Linked DNA regions of Clupea harengus: region 2 is linked to region 1. Evidence: chromatin contacts called from public Hi-C data. All regions are on one chromosome and are shown on one strand. The core of a region is the stretch at or near the end of the contact, and the rest is flanking DNA. Distances in the headings are between cores, read along the strand shown.

Region 1 (6,067 bases), core at 2,247-4,746:
TAACAGCTCTGATGATGTGTTCTGCAACATCCCTAACACCCCTGATGTTGTTTTCTTGGACAAGGTTAAAAGGGAGGTAGTAGTCCTTGAGGTAGCCTGTGTTTATGACCTCTATATGGACATAGCCTTCCTTGACAAGTTGACCAAATACCAGCCCATTGTTGCTAAGATGAGAGACCTAGGCTATACATGTAAGATGGTAGTATTGATATTTGGAAGCCTGGGGCATGTCCATAAGCTTTCGGTCAGTGGGCTACGACTGGCAGGACTTAGTAAGAGACAATCAAAACAACTAGCAAAGTTCTGCTCTGTATCAGCTGTTATAGGTAGTCTTGCTGTTTGGCGTAGGAGATGTTTCTTGTACCCATGAGTCACTAAGCTGTATTCAACCTCTGAGAAATGTTTGAATCCTTTCTGTACAGAATATGATTGGTGGATTCAAATAAATAATTTAAATGTGTGTGTGTGTGTGTGTGTGTGTGTGTGTGTGTGTGTGTGTGTGTGTGTGTGAGTGTGTGTGCTTTCATGTATGATTGTGTGAGGAAGGAAAGGGTTGCTGGAGCGTTTCTCCTTCACTGAGCATGAGCGAAGGAGGCGGGCAGAGACCCCTCCCACAGCCGCTCCTCTGCAGCTGCGCACATCTGCCCTCACCCCACCCAGCCCCCATTCTGCCCCTACAGCACTGCCCCCAAGAGCAGTGAGAGGGCAGCCCGATTCCTCTCATCTCTACAGAATGACCTCAATGTATGCACCACCACACACCATAAGGGCCTTTAACATGTAAGGATAATTAACAGGAGCCATTTTGTGTCTGTGCTGATGTACTTAACATAAAGAGAAATGAAAGGGGTCAACGAGTCCCTGATACACCACACCCACCTCCTTCCAGTCTGGATGTGCTCTGTGCAAAATCAATGTATTTCTGAGTCTAGGGCGCCCCCTTGAGGCTAAAAGGTGCTCTTTCTCTGTTTACAATGGAAAAGTTTTGAGACTTGAGGGATCTTTGAGCAATTAGCTGCATACTGGACTGCTGCCAGCACCATGTGTCTCCATTTAGCATCAGAGTTGAATAAAGATGCGGCATAATGCTGAATAAAATGGCCAACGCTGTCTTAATCAGCGAGTATATATTGCAACATATCCTTGACCACGTGCCAACATATTTGGGGCTGAACCTGAACACGATACGGCTGTGATCAGAAGAAATAAATAGAGCAAAGCATGTGATACACGGTGAGGCATCAAGTAACCAGTGCAAGAAGGTCCCTCGCTCGTTTGATTTAAAAGTAGGAGTCAATGTTAGAAGAATGTCAACCTTCGTGACTCAGCATCGTGACTCAGCAAAATTAAATCTCACACACACACAGACACACACACACATGCGTGTGATTGTAATTGTGGATTTGTTCTTGATAAACCTTAGGCATGTCTGTATTGAGGTACCTTGATAAGTTTGTGGAAATTTCAAACTCAGTTTCAGTGCGTTCCTCTGGACTGACCCCTCCCAGCTCCCGTAGGTCTCCCAAGATTCCCTCTGCCTTCATGAAAAAGGACTCGGCTTCTACAGGGGTATATACAGTCAAGGGCTTTTCCTGTTTTGATCTCACGAAACACCTTCAATTCTTCCTAGAGGCTACTGTTCATTTAAAGTGGCCAGAAATCTATTTCTTCGAATATTGAGAATGAGTATAAACTTTCAGTAAGGTAAAAACACAGTCTTTGTGTATTCTTTCAGCTCACTTTGATTATTGCATACAAGAACATTCATATAAAATCATTATACTTTGGGGAAATACAACAATGTCTAGACTTCTAGACTAATCTGTCAAATTAGCCATTACACTACTACTGCAGCTTCTAGTCTCCAGTGTTCTGCTCCAAAGACTCCAAAGGATATTTTCCCAGGAGCAGGGCTGCTCCTCCCTGGGTCTGGTAGATACTGAGTATGCAGCTTAGCCTGGCAACCAGCTCCTCCTGGGGGGTGGAAGGGGGGAAGGAGAGGGGCAGGAGGGAGTGAGCTCTGGAGGCGTGCTCATGGGCCTGAGGCGCCCATCCTGGGGAACCGACACAAGACACAAAACACAAAACATTACAGCCTGCTGTCACATGCATGCTGTGTGAGGTTTTTGAGCAATTTTAAAAATATATATTTGCATAGAATACTGGCTGCTATGTAAAATACCACATTAACAAGGCAACTCTGTACCATATGTAAACCAAGACCATATAGTCTGCTATTAGCGCTAAAGTTCCCAAAGACTAAAAGTGAGTCTACAATGGCATGTGCATCCATGGTCTTACATCGCCAAAGTCAGTATCTTGTTCATGTTAACTGATACATTATGTGATCGTTTGCTGTAAAGCATATTGTGTGATTTTTTAAATATGAGTGGAAGTGTGAGATTACTTTGTAGGGATTTGGAGCATTTTTGATTATTTCTCCTTATTTCTCTTTAAGGAAAAGAGGGATTTTTTCATATTTTTTTTATTTGATGAGGTACTACATGCTAACAAGTAGTAAAAGTAGTTTTACAACACAAAACGAAGTTCGTTTGTTGTTTTTCATAATCATTACATTTGTAAGGTAATCAAAAAAGAAGGGGGAGTATCACCTTTGAACTTTAGGTATGCTTTGGCTAGTCTGGCATAGGCCTGAGCTATTGTAAAGTGTCCGTCTCCATACACTAGTCGACTGAGGGCCACAAGCCGCACTGTCTCTTGGATGCAAGCATCAAACTGAGAAGAGGGAGAAAGGGCACACAATGACACATTCAACATGAGCGGCACTGATCAGTGAGTAATGACTGTAAAAAGAAAAAAAGGTAGTCAGAAACACATTATGCTGTAAGTTGTATAATACAATTTCAACAGAAGTAAAAAATAAAAAAAAATCGTTCTAAACAAGTACGTTTACAACTCTGTCCTACCTGCTCGCTGTCAGCGAGGTCTTGTACTCGTCTGGTGCACTGTGCTAACTTCTGCTCTGTGGTCATCTCTGAAGAAACCATTTTGCCTGACCTCTGTGAGAGACACAGCCCTCCTTCACCCCGCAGAGATTCTCCAGAGCTCCCGCTACTGCTGCCAATGCTGCCGGACAATCCACAATCAAGAATTGTTATCTAGTTGTCTAATGAAAAGCTAAATGAGTTAGGAGAATACCTGTCTTCTAATGTAAAACTATTTTAAAGTAGAAAGTACTTGTCTGAGTGTGACATGCACTGACATAAAGGAGAAGATTTGGCAAGAAACACAATGGGATTACGTACGATTTTATTCTTCCACTCCAACGGCCAGCTATTGAATTTAATAGACGCTCGTTCATTGATACAAAAAAGAAACGAAGTCTAAGTGGTTATTTGAACTGACGCTTTTTCGGTCTGGATTTAATTATTATCAAAGATAAAGAATATCCCCAGTATAGTGCCGTACTAAAAATTCCACACGGTATGGCATTTCAGGCATTTTATGTCCGCAGAGAGTTGTAGTCGTTCTGGTTGATAGTGAAGTGTGTGCACTTTCCTGCAACTGTAACCAACATCAGAAGATGTCAACAAAGATTGCGATTGGTGTTCTACCTCCATCTGACCAGGTCACATGACCACTGCACATAACTGTGGGGCTTGTTCAAGAACCATACCCTCCAGAGACGTTGAAGGCGCCATGACAAGTAGCCTAGTAGGCTTATCGTGATAGGCCTATGCAATTTACGGTTTAAACCATTCAACAGACATTCCAGCTGGGGCTTTTGAGATCAGGTGTTCGTCAGTCAGTGAGTCAGAGTTCTTCAACTCGCGTAATAGTTAGACCAACACAAATGACGCAAACACAAATGAACTGGTTGCTGTCAGAGTGTAGGCTGTGACGGACATGTGCGGTGTATACATTTGCTGAATTTAATAATAACAATCTTGGTTTTGTATTGAGGGGTGTGTGTGTATGTATGTATGTGTGTGGATGAGACTGGAATGGATTCGGACGACATTTGCCCTGTAGCTGGAAGCTGTAGTGTTGGTTAAATGCAATTTAAGGATTGCTCTCCCCCACTGTCATTTTCTCTTTTTTAATTTACCTCCGAGCCCTCAGACGTAGACTAACAGCCTCAAGTAATGTAAAGGCTTCTTGGATAATCACATATTTAAACCATAAATAAGATGAATAAAACTGCTTGCCTTTCAGTGGACTTAGCAGCTCATAAACCCTTTATTTGAGAGGGAATCATCGAAGGGCATTAGGGAGGAAGGGGGATGGCAATACTTATTACACCATTACTCTCTGGTTAGAGGGAATTTTACGAGTTTATACTCAATTGGCCCAGGCGCATGAATACACACCGACCACAGTGTATTTATCTCACGTCAGGAAGAGGCTATCATTTTCCAATTGAGACATTTAATAAAAGTCCTCTCCAGCCAAGTGGAAATCTTGTTAGAAGAATATCTATCCATCATCACTTGCCAGACTCCTAAGGCCGGCGTAATTCTCCGTCTGGATTGGCCAAATTCCGCCTTTTGCAATGTCTGAGGCTTGTCTGTGGCCGCGCTTGGTGAAGCTCCAGTCAATTATCACCTCCAACTCATTGTTGTTGGCACAAGATAGCAAAAAGTGCTCAGTGAGGTGGATCACTGCACACCGTTTTTCACCGATAGAAGGCTTATAAATCGAGTTTGAAGGGACCTGCAGAATATAATAAGCGCAGAAACGCAGTATCATATCACTTGAAAGGTGAATAAATATGGCTATCCGTCCACTATATAGTTATACCAATATTCATAATACACTTACTACTTGCTGAAAAAGTTCCATTTGAAAAGATAAATAGTTGTTTTCCATTAGCTAATTTTACAATGCGCTGTTGAAAAGACCATGCACATATAAGCAATTGACACTGAGAAGGAAGGTCACTTTCTCTATGCATTCAGAGGACCAATAGGTGGCAGTAAAGTACCATTTGAGCTTCTTTTTGCCACTGTGTTGCCTGCATGTACCCTCTAACAGACTCATTCGTATTTACTGATGGATGATGGATTGTTTAGAGTAATTGAGTCTGCAGCTGTTTGTGCGCCTGCTAAGTATTTGATATAGTGGCCTGTTTCTCTCGTGTTCTTGTCCCATTCATTACAATGCCTCTAACAGACTGCATGTGTCACAGATGTGAGGGGGCCTCCCCAGGTAGTGACTGACTAGGGGACAGATCTGGTCCTTATGTGGTGCAGTTCTGAATGATCCCCACCGGACTGGGGCCATTTCCACTCTAGTATCAGTACTCATAAGTGTATACTCACCACACTCATGACAGAATTTTACATTTCTTCTTGTTTAACGGCATCTGCGTAAGCCATGACTTATCGCTGTTTAAGTTAAGGCTTAAACATGTTAAACCTTTATGTAGCACATGTAGGCCTTCTGCATAAGTCCATACACATATTCATTAGAATGCTTCAAATTTAAACGGACATCCGTGGAAAAAAAGAAAAAGGGAGAAGAATAATTTGGGCTTGTGGCAGAAAAGTGTAGGCTTACTCCAGGACTTAACACTTCAGATGGTAAAAAATGCAACACAGTGCCATATGATTTTCCTAGATGTATAGATTCTTGCTATTTCATGTCTGCTTTCTGTCTGATACATCTTTCAAATGCTTCCACATACATCTCCAAGCCTTCCGGGTGTTTCTATAATCCTTTAAGGTCAGTGGAGAGAGCTCTTCGTGGTAAAGGCTCTCACTTGGGTGAATAGTAGCTCATGACAAATACAGCCATGCGTTTAGAGGAAGAGGTATTGATTTTCAGCTGCAATGAACCTCCCACGCGCTGAGATAGATAAGGGAGAGAGTGCAAGAAAGAGAGGGGGAAGAGTGAGAGAAAGAACACACACTGAAGAATGGTGAAAGCCGGCGTCTACTTCTTTAGTTTGAATAATGCTCTGATCTGTGGCGGATCCAAGGTCCTAGGTTGCTATCATGCTATAGATTGCATGATTTCTAGGATACCTCAGTGTCAGATTATTATGTAATGGAAAGACACTCTGTTGCTTAGATCTTGCTTTCAGTGCTGTGGGGAAGATTATTGT
Region 2 (6,067 bases), core at 1,515-4,014, 130 kb after region 1:
AACTGAATTATTATCGTTAATAATCAAAGTGTTTTTATTTTAAAGAAGGTGGTTTTTGGGTCGTTTTCCCTTTAATGGTGGTGAATGTCTGTCCATACAAAAAATTGTAATAACAGTGCTGTAAGTTTAAAGCTTCACTCTATCTTTATTTTCAAAGTTTTGATTTTTGTCAAAGATAATCATGATGCTCAAGAACATCTGGTTTCTTTCCTACAGCGATTGTGTTTAGGACAGACCCAAGGCTGCTGAATACACTGCCCTCCTTTCAAACCACACGCTCCCATATCAGCATAGCTTATTCAATCATTTTCAGTTGCCTAATTCTAAAGACATATCATAATACTTTGTTCATAAAATTGCCCCCAAGATTATTTATAAACAATTGTATGCTTCATTCTGTCAGTTGTTTTCTTGCTGCATACTTTCATATACAATTGAAATCCACACCAATTGAACATGTACACAAAAAAAAGTTTATTGTAAATATCCTAACATTGTGTAACTATCTGCATACAATATGTACAGGACACATTTTTTCCTTTATTTTATTTTGCAAATTTGGCTCATTAGACTGTCATCTGCATCAAATTCCCTTGATGACCAATAGGTATCAAAAAAAGTTGTTCCACAGCATCTCCCGCATACAAAAAAAAACAATGCATTCTGTAGCACTAGAACATGGGAGGTCTTTCTACTCCCTAGCAGGCTGCAGTGTTTGGCTTTCGTGTTCCTCACTACGAGTATGTTTCTCTTCACTCCATGCATCCAGCTTTGGTTAAGCTGGTCCCCTGCTTGCATCGTTTCTCGCCCCCATCCATCCATCCCTCCGCATATCAGTGAACCCTGAACCGGATTCAGTCCTGATCCGGCGTGGTTCAGCCGAGCCTGCGCCTGTTCAGGGCCGGATGGGTGTCCAGAGTGAGCTGCTATGGCCCATGCCCGCTACTCGACCAGGGGGGAAAGAGTCAGAAGATTCAGCAGCTACAGTCAGAGACCTAGACAAATGATGACAGACTTGACATGATCTCACTGCTGGATTGCACAAGTTTTTATTGTGAAACAAACAAAACAAAAGTTTGCTGTAAACAAAAGGAGTCTCTCTTTACATTTCCTATCTATTTCTGTGTGTGATGCCATAGCCAGATATAGTATATACCTCCCTTCTCTGTCCTCACAAACAAAACTAAACAGTGAGCTGTGCGGACAGCTTGCCATTAGCTGATATTGATCTATGCAGTCCTCAGACAAAATACAAGCCCATAGGCTGCCCTGGCTTTTCTGAAGTTATGTCTCTCTCTTCCTTAACTGTATGTAGTATACATGCTCAGGCATTGAACAGTGGGAAAATATGACTGTTAACCTCTTTCCCTTAAGTGCTTACATCTTTTCATTGGCAGAAATATCATATCATATACCATACAGATGGCAACAATTTGTATAGTCACCTCAGCATTTAAATTGTATTGATGTGAGCCTTTTAATCAGTAGCTGTAGATTTGCCCCAAGGAAATGTTCAGACGTCAGGCCATATGAATTTTTACTTATCGAGTCAATATTTTTGGAGACTTCATCAATCCGATCAACACAATCAAAGCCTTTTTATGTACTAAAGCAATAATGCCATAGCGTATGGTATGGCTTAATGGCACTATTAATATCATATCACCACAGCAGTTTGCTCCTGTTGTTCCTCACACACATACACACACACACACGCACGCGTACACACACACGCATGAGCACACACACACGCACGCACACGCACGCACGCACTTACACACACACACACACAGTGACTCACACACTCACTATGCACAAAATTCTCAATTGGGGATCAGGGACTTTCTCTAGTTTCATCATAAATGCACAGTCAATGGATGGCCTTATTCCAAAGAAACTGGTGACATGAATTAGAATTAATCACATGTGGCAGGAAAATCAGTCTAAGGATGCCCTCATTTTATCATTGTTCCACAAAAGCTTTTTGGCGCTGTCAGACTAGTATGCTCCACACCACAGGAAATACATAGCAAATCTAAAGAGACCCCAATGCTCCTTCGCTCTGTGTGCTGTGTCAGATATCATACACAACTGTTTAAATGTGAAAGGAAGGGATATGAGGAAAAACGAGGATGAAGGACTGTTTGTAGATGACTTTCTTCACTTTGCTGTGCAAGAGTACACTGCTTTGCTTAATGGCTTTTCTAAAACAGAACTATGTATTTGGTAATTGTTTGTAGTTACTAGTTCACTTCAAGAAGCTGTTTGCGGTTTGTCTGCTCAAACCGTTTGGCGGCACAAGCTGGACTTTGTTGCCATGAGTGAAACAACATGTTTCAGAAAAAAAAAAATCAAGAGAGAATTTTAAGTTAATCTGCATTATATTTCCCTTGAATGTGTTGTTTTATCTTCACTATACAATAAATATTCTAGTGAACTTTTTATCGAATGACTAAGATATTATGCTAGAGATTGTTGTACAAATTTGTATTCTGCATTCACTAAAGTAAAGATATTGGCTTTTACTGTGTAATATAGGTCCTCTCGCTTATTCTGTACAAACTGAAGTGAGCAATTCTGAATCTGATAAGACTTTGTGACGTCCAACATGTGAAGTCCCCAATAACAGAACCTGTCAGCTCAATTAAAATATCAATGTACTCCCAAATGATAATTCTATGTGCCTTCATGCTGGAGTGAGGCTGCAGCTTTTAAGTTTACTTCTGTCATATACAGTAAGCCTAGTGAAATACAGTGAAACACATAATCACATTTGTTTCTCTAAAACTCACTGACACATTTTTTGCCAGGTGTAGACATTCATTTGACTATAAAAATGTAACATATGACGATGAATATTAGACTACAGAGTTGTATCTATGATAAAGAAGTAAATTTCGAAGTAAAATACTGAATAAAGTGTCAGGTGCCACATTCTGGATGATAATTAAAGTGTCCGGCAGATGGAGCTAGAGATATCTGGCCCACCTTGGTCTCCTAAGTATGCTGGTCTGTCGCATAGGATGTTAAAATGGTATTTTCTTGAAGTGTAGCTTATGATCACACTATAACCCATCATATTCTTCGACCTATCATCACGGTCTTACAAGTCATTGCTCAAAGATGTTAAATTACAAACAATTTTGTGATTATGTGATTAATATAATAATTTGTATATAATATAATATAATAATAGTATAATTTGCTCTTCCAGTCAAGGTAGCAATTAGATTATATTACTTTACGAATACTGTCGTCTCATCATTAAATCGAAACCTACGACAACCAGAATGTTCTCTTCAGTGTACTTGTTAGGCCATTAAACGGCCGTAGCACTCTCACCCCGCCCTATCACCTGTGGACTGAAACTTGTCACACGAGGAAGTCGACAGGCAGTCACATAGTACAGATGCTCCAGATGTATCAGAACAGGTGAGATAGTCAACATTGGTTATCGCCGAGGACATCTTGGAATTAATTTAACAGAAAAGGAGGTAAGTTCACCGAAAAGGCTATTTCTTTGTGTGTTCATTAATTATAAGTATCTTGCTCATGTTCAACTCAGTCTACATACTTAGATATTAGGTTAGGATACACATTGGCACTGCCTATGCAATTCAAACTATAATTTCACAGGGCAAATAGAATTGGGTCAACGAGTATTTCACATGTAACCATTGCTAAAGTTCATAACACTACGTGTTGCCATGAAACCGATGATTTATAACAAATCTATAATTCTGAAGCACATCTCCAGTTAGGATACAAGTTAATTTGTACAACAACGACACATTCAACTTTTCAAAAATGAAGTGTGAGAGTAAGTGCTTCGGCAGTGTGAGATTTATCTAGGATTATGTGTGAGCAAGTGTCTGGATTCTACTTAGAGAGAAGATGGCTAACTACACTGGTATTTCCTGATGGTCCACTAACATACGGTCGCTCCGGTTGAAGTGAGGGCAATTTTACACCACCTCTTCAGAGCTGCCCCAGAAGATTCACTGGACATTACATATGGTTGATCTATTTCAAAATCAGAAACAGATGCTGCTTCATGGGGAGTTTTTCAAAATGATGTGAACTAATATGATACGAGAGTCAATTAGGTCGAAATGCCAGAGTGGTACCCTTGCAGAAAGTGAACACTGGTGTAGATTATAGGTAATTTGTCATCAGGTCACCACAAACGTAGATGCAGTTCAAATAAATACATATTTCTAAAGTTAATATTTATTAAATATTTTTCAGTAAGCAAGGCCATTCTTTTTCTGTGCTGGTATTTGTGTTTAGCTTAACTACATCACAGACAACACAACTGACAGTGACAGTGAATCTCATTTAAATTGCATGATTTACTTCAGGGACATTTTAAAAAGGCAGTGGGAGTACTCTCAACATGTTGTGGGCCTATAGAAAATTATTCTGCAACACATTTTGAGTTTTCACTTACTTCACATGTCTACAGTCAGTCAGTCTGTTTCCAAAGAAAAATGGTTCCTGTTTTTTGTTGCCACATTTCACCAACATAGCACATAAACAGCACTATTTGTTGCTTGCACTGCATTTGTCCCCTTTGACTAGTACACAACGGGAAACATAGTATGCACAGTATCTGTCCAAGCAGAAATTTGCTCTGTACTTCATTAACTATAATAATTGTATACACAATTCAAGCCTCTGTTACATTTGGAGGCTTTATTTAGGTTAGTACAAAATTAATATTTCCTGTCATGTTTGTTACAAAACCTGTGGCAAAGACCGGTGTGTCCAGTTTGCTTCTTTGCATTTGTCTAACACCCCCAAGCCCCCCCCCCCCCCCAGTCAACTCCAAATGTGTGAAACCATACAGATAACAGCAGCGACACAGCTATTTACAAAAGACTAGCCTTTCATCATACAATGGAAGGAACAGTTTCTCTCTCTCTCTCTCTCTCTCTCTCTCTCTCTCTCTCTCTCTCTCTCTCTCTCTGTCCCTCACCCTCACTCTCACAAAAAAAAACTTTCAACTGAGGCTTTAGGCTATCTTCCTTGCCAAATGTAAACTTAGTGCTAAATGATATTATGTCACCCCATACCCTTTTTCTGATCCTGTATCTTGCAAGAGAACATTCCTTTTGTATACTCTGACACTGGGCCCTAACTTCATTGACAGGTTACCGGCAACAAGCAAAGCGGTCGGCCGTGCATGAACTAAAGCTAATTTTAATAACTTGGTCAAATCGTTTTCCTAACCATGTGCAAGATCTTATGGACAAATATTGGTAGTCAGTGCAATGCTCCCATATACCACACAATAGCTTTAGCTCATGCGCGACGGACTTGCCTGTCAATAAGATTAGGGCCAACTATTTTATATCCTCAGAGCATTTCCTCATTTTCATCATTCCTTGCCTTCTTGGATGACTGTTGATGTACAGTGAGGCACAGCTCTAGAACCGGTCATTAGGTATGTTGCGTGTTGTAGGCAGGCCACAGAAACAGGTTTGTGCTTAGTAAAGTGTGAATCTTATTTTAAATGGGTATATAATAATTGTAATAGATCCACACCTAATTTTGTTGTGTCTTTAATTATATGTTTTTGCCTTATTTGTATCCTGTTTTAGGTACAGATTTCAATGTGAAAAGTCTTGCACATCACATTCAGCAAGATCCCATCCCCTCCATCAGTATGGAGCCCATCAAGAAGAAGACCGCGTGGTCCAACTTTCGGGCCAAGACCAAAGCCCAGTTAAGCAACATAAAGATGGGCAAGAAGGGTCCCGGGAAGGACAAGAAGACGCATCTGAAGTATCGTCGGAGCATCTCCGTGCCCGACCTCCGATTTGCGGCCTCACATCAGCTTTCGTCCCAGCACCCTATTCTCCAGTCGCCGTGCGATGACTCCATGTTCTTTGCTGGTTCCAGCAGCCCTTATTGCCAATCCGTGGCCGAGAGCGGCTCATCCAGCCCGACGTTTTCAGAGCACTCCTCCATTCCCGACACCCCCTTCTACACCAGGTTGGCCTCGCCGCCCCATGCCAGCTTTCCCACGGAGAAAGTGGCTGACCCGGACGTCTGTGTCTCTCCA

The links. A called contact is a pair of places that touch in the nucleus more often than the background predicts.
Region 2: a contact with region 1 is called in a Hi-C map of muscle, with 5 times the contacts expected there. The contact joins the promoter of mctp2a here to the promoter of ttc23 in region 1. A contact is called at or near these places in 2 of 2 Hi-C or Micro-C datasets (head and muscle).

Annotation. Positions count from the first base shown.
Region 1 is chr3:6,763,779-6,769,845 of Ch_v2.0.2, forward strand. It overlaps ttc23 (tetratricopeptide repeat protein 23), which reads right to left and starts at 3,497. Exons shown (of 11, transcript XM_031564414.1): 1 at 3,267-3,497; 2 at 2,928-3,087; 3 at 2,613-2,736; 4 at 1,898-2,054; 5 at 1,444-1,569. The coding sequence starts at 3,322.
Region 2 is chr3:6,899,203-6,905,269 of Ch_v2.0.2, forward strand. It overlaps mctp2a (multiple C2 and transmembrane domain-containing protein 2), which reads left to right and starts at 2,765. Exons shown (of 24, transcript XM_031564419.2): 1 at 2,765-3,494; 2 at 5,604-6,067. The coding sequence starts at 5,669. It overlaps mef2aa (myocyte enhancer factor 2aa), which reads left to right. Exons shown (of 12, transcript XM_031564421.2): 12 at 1-2,668.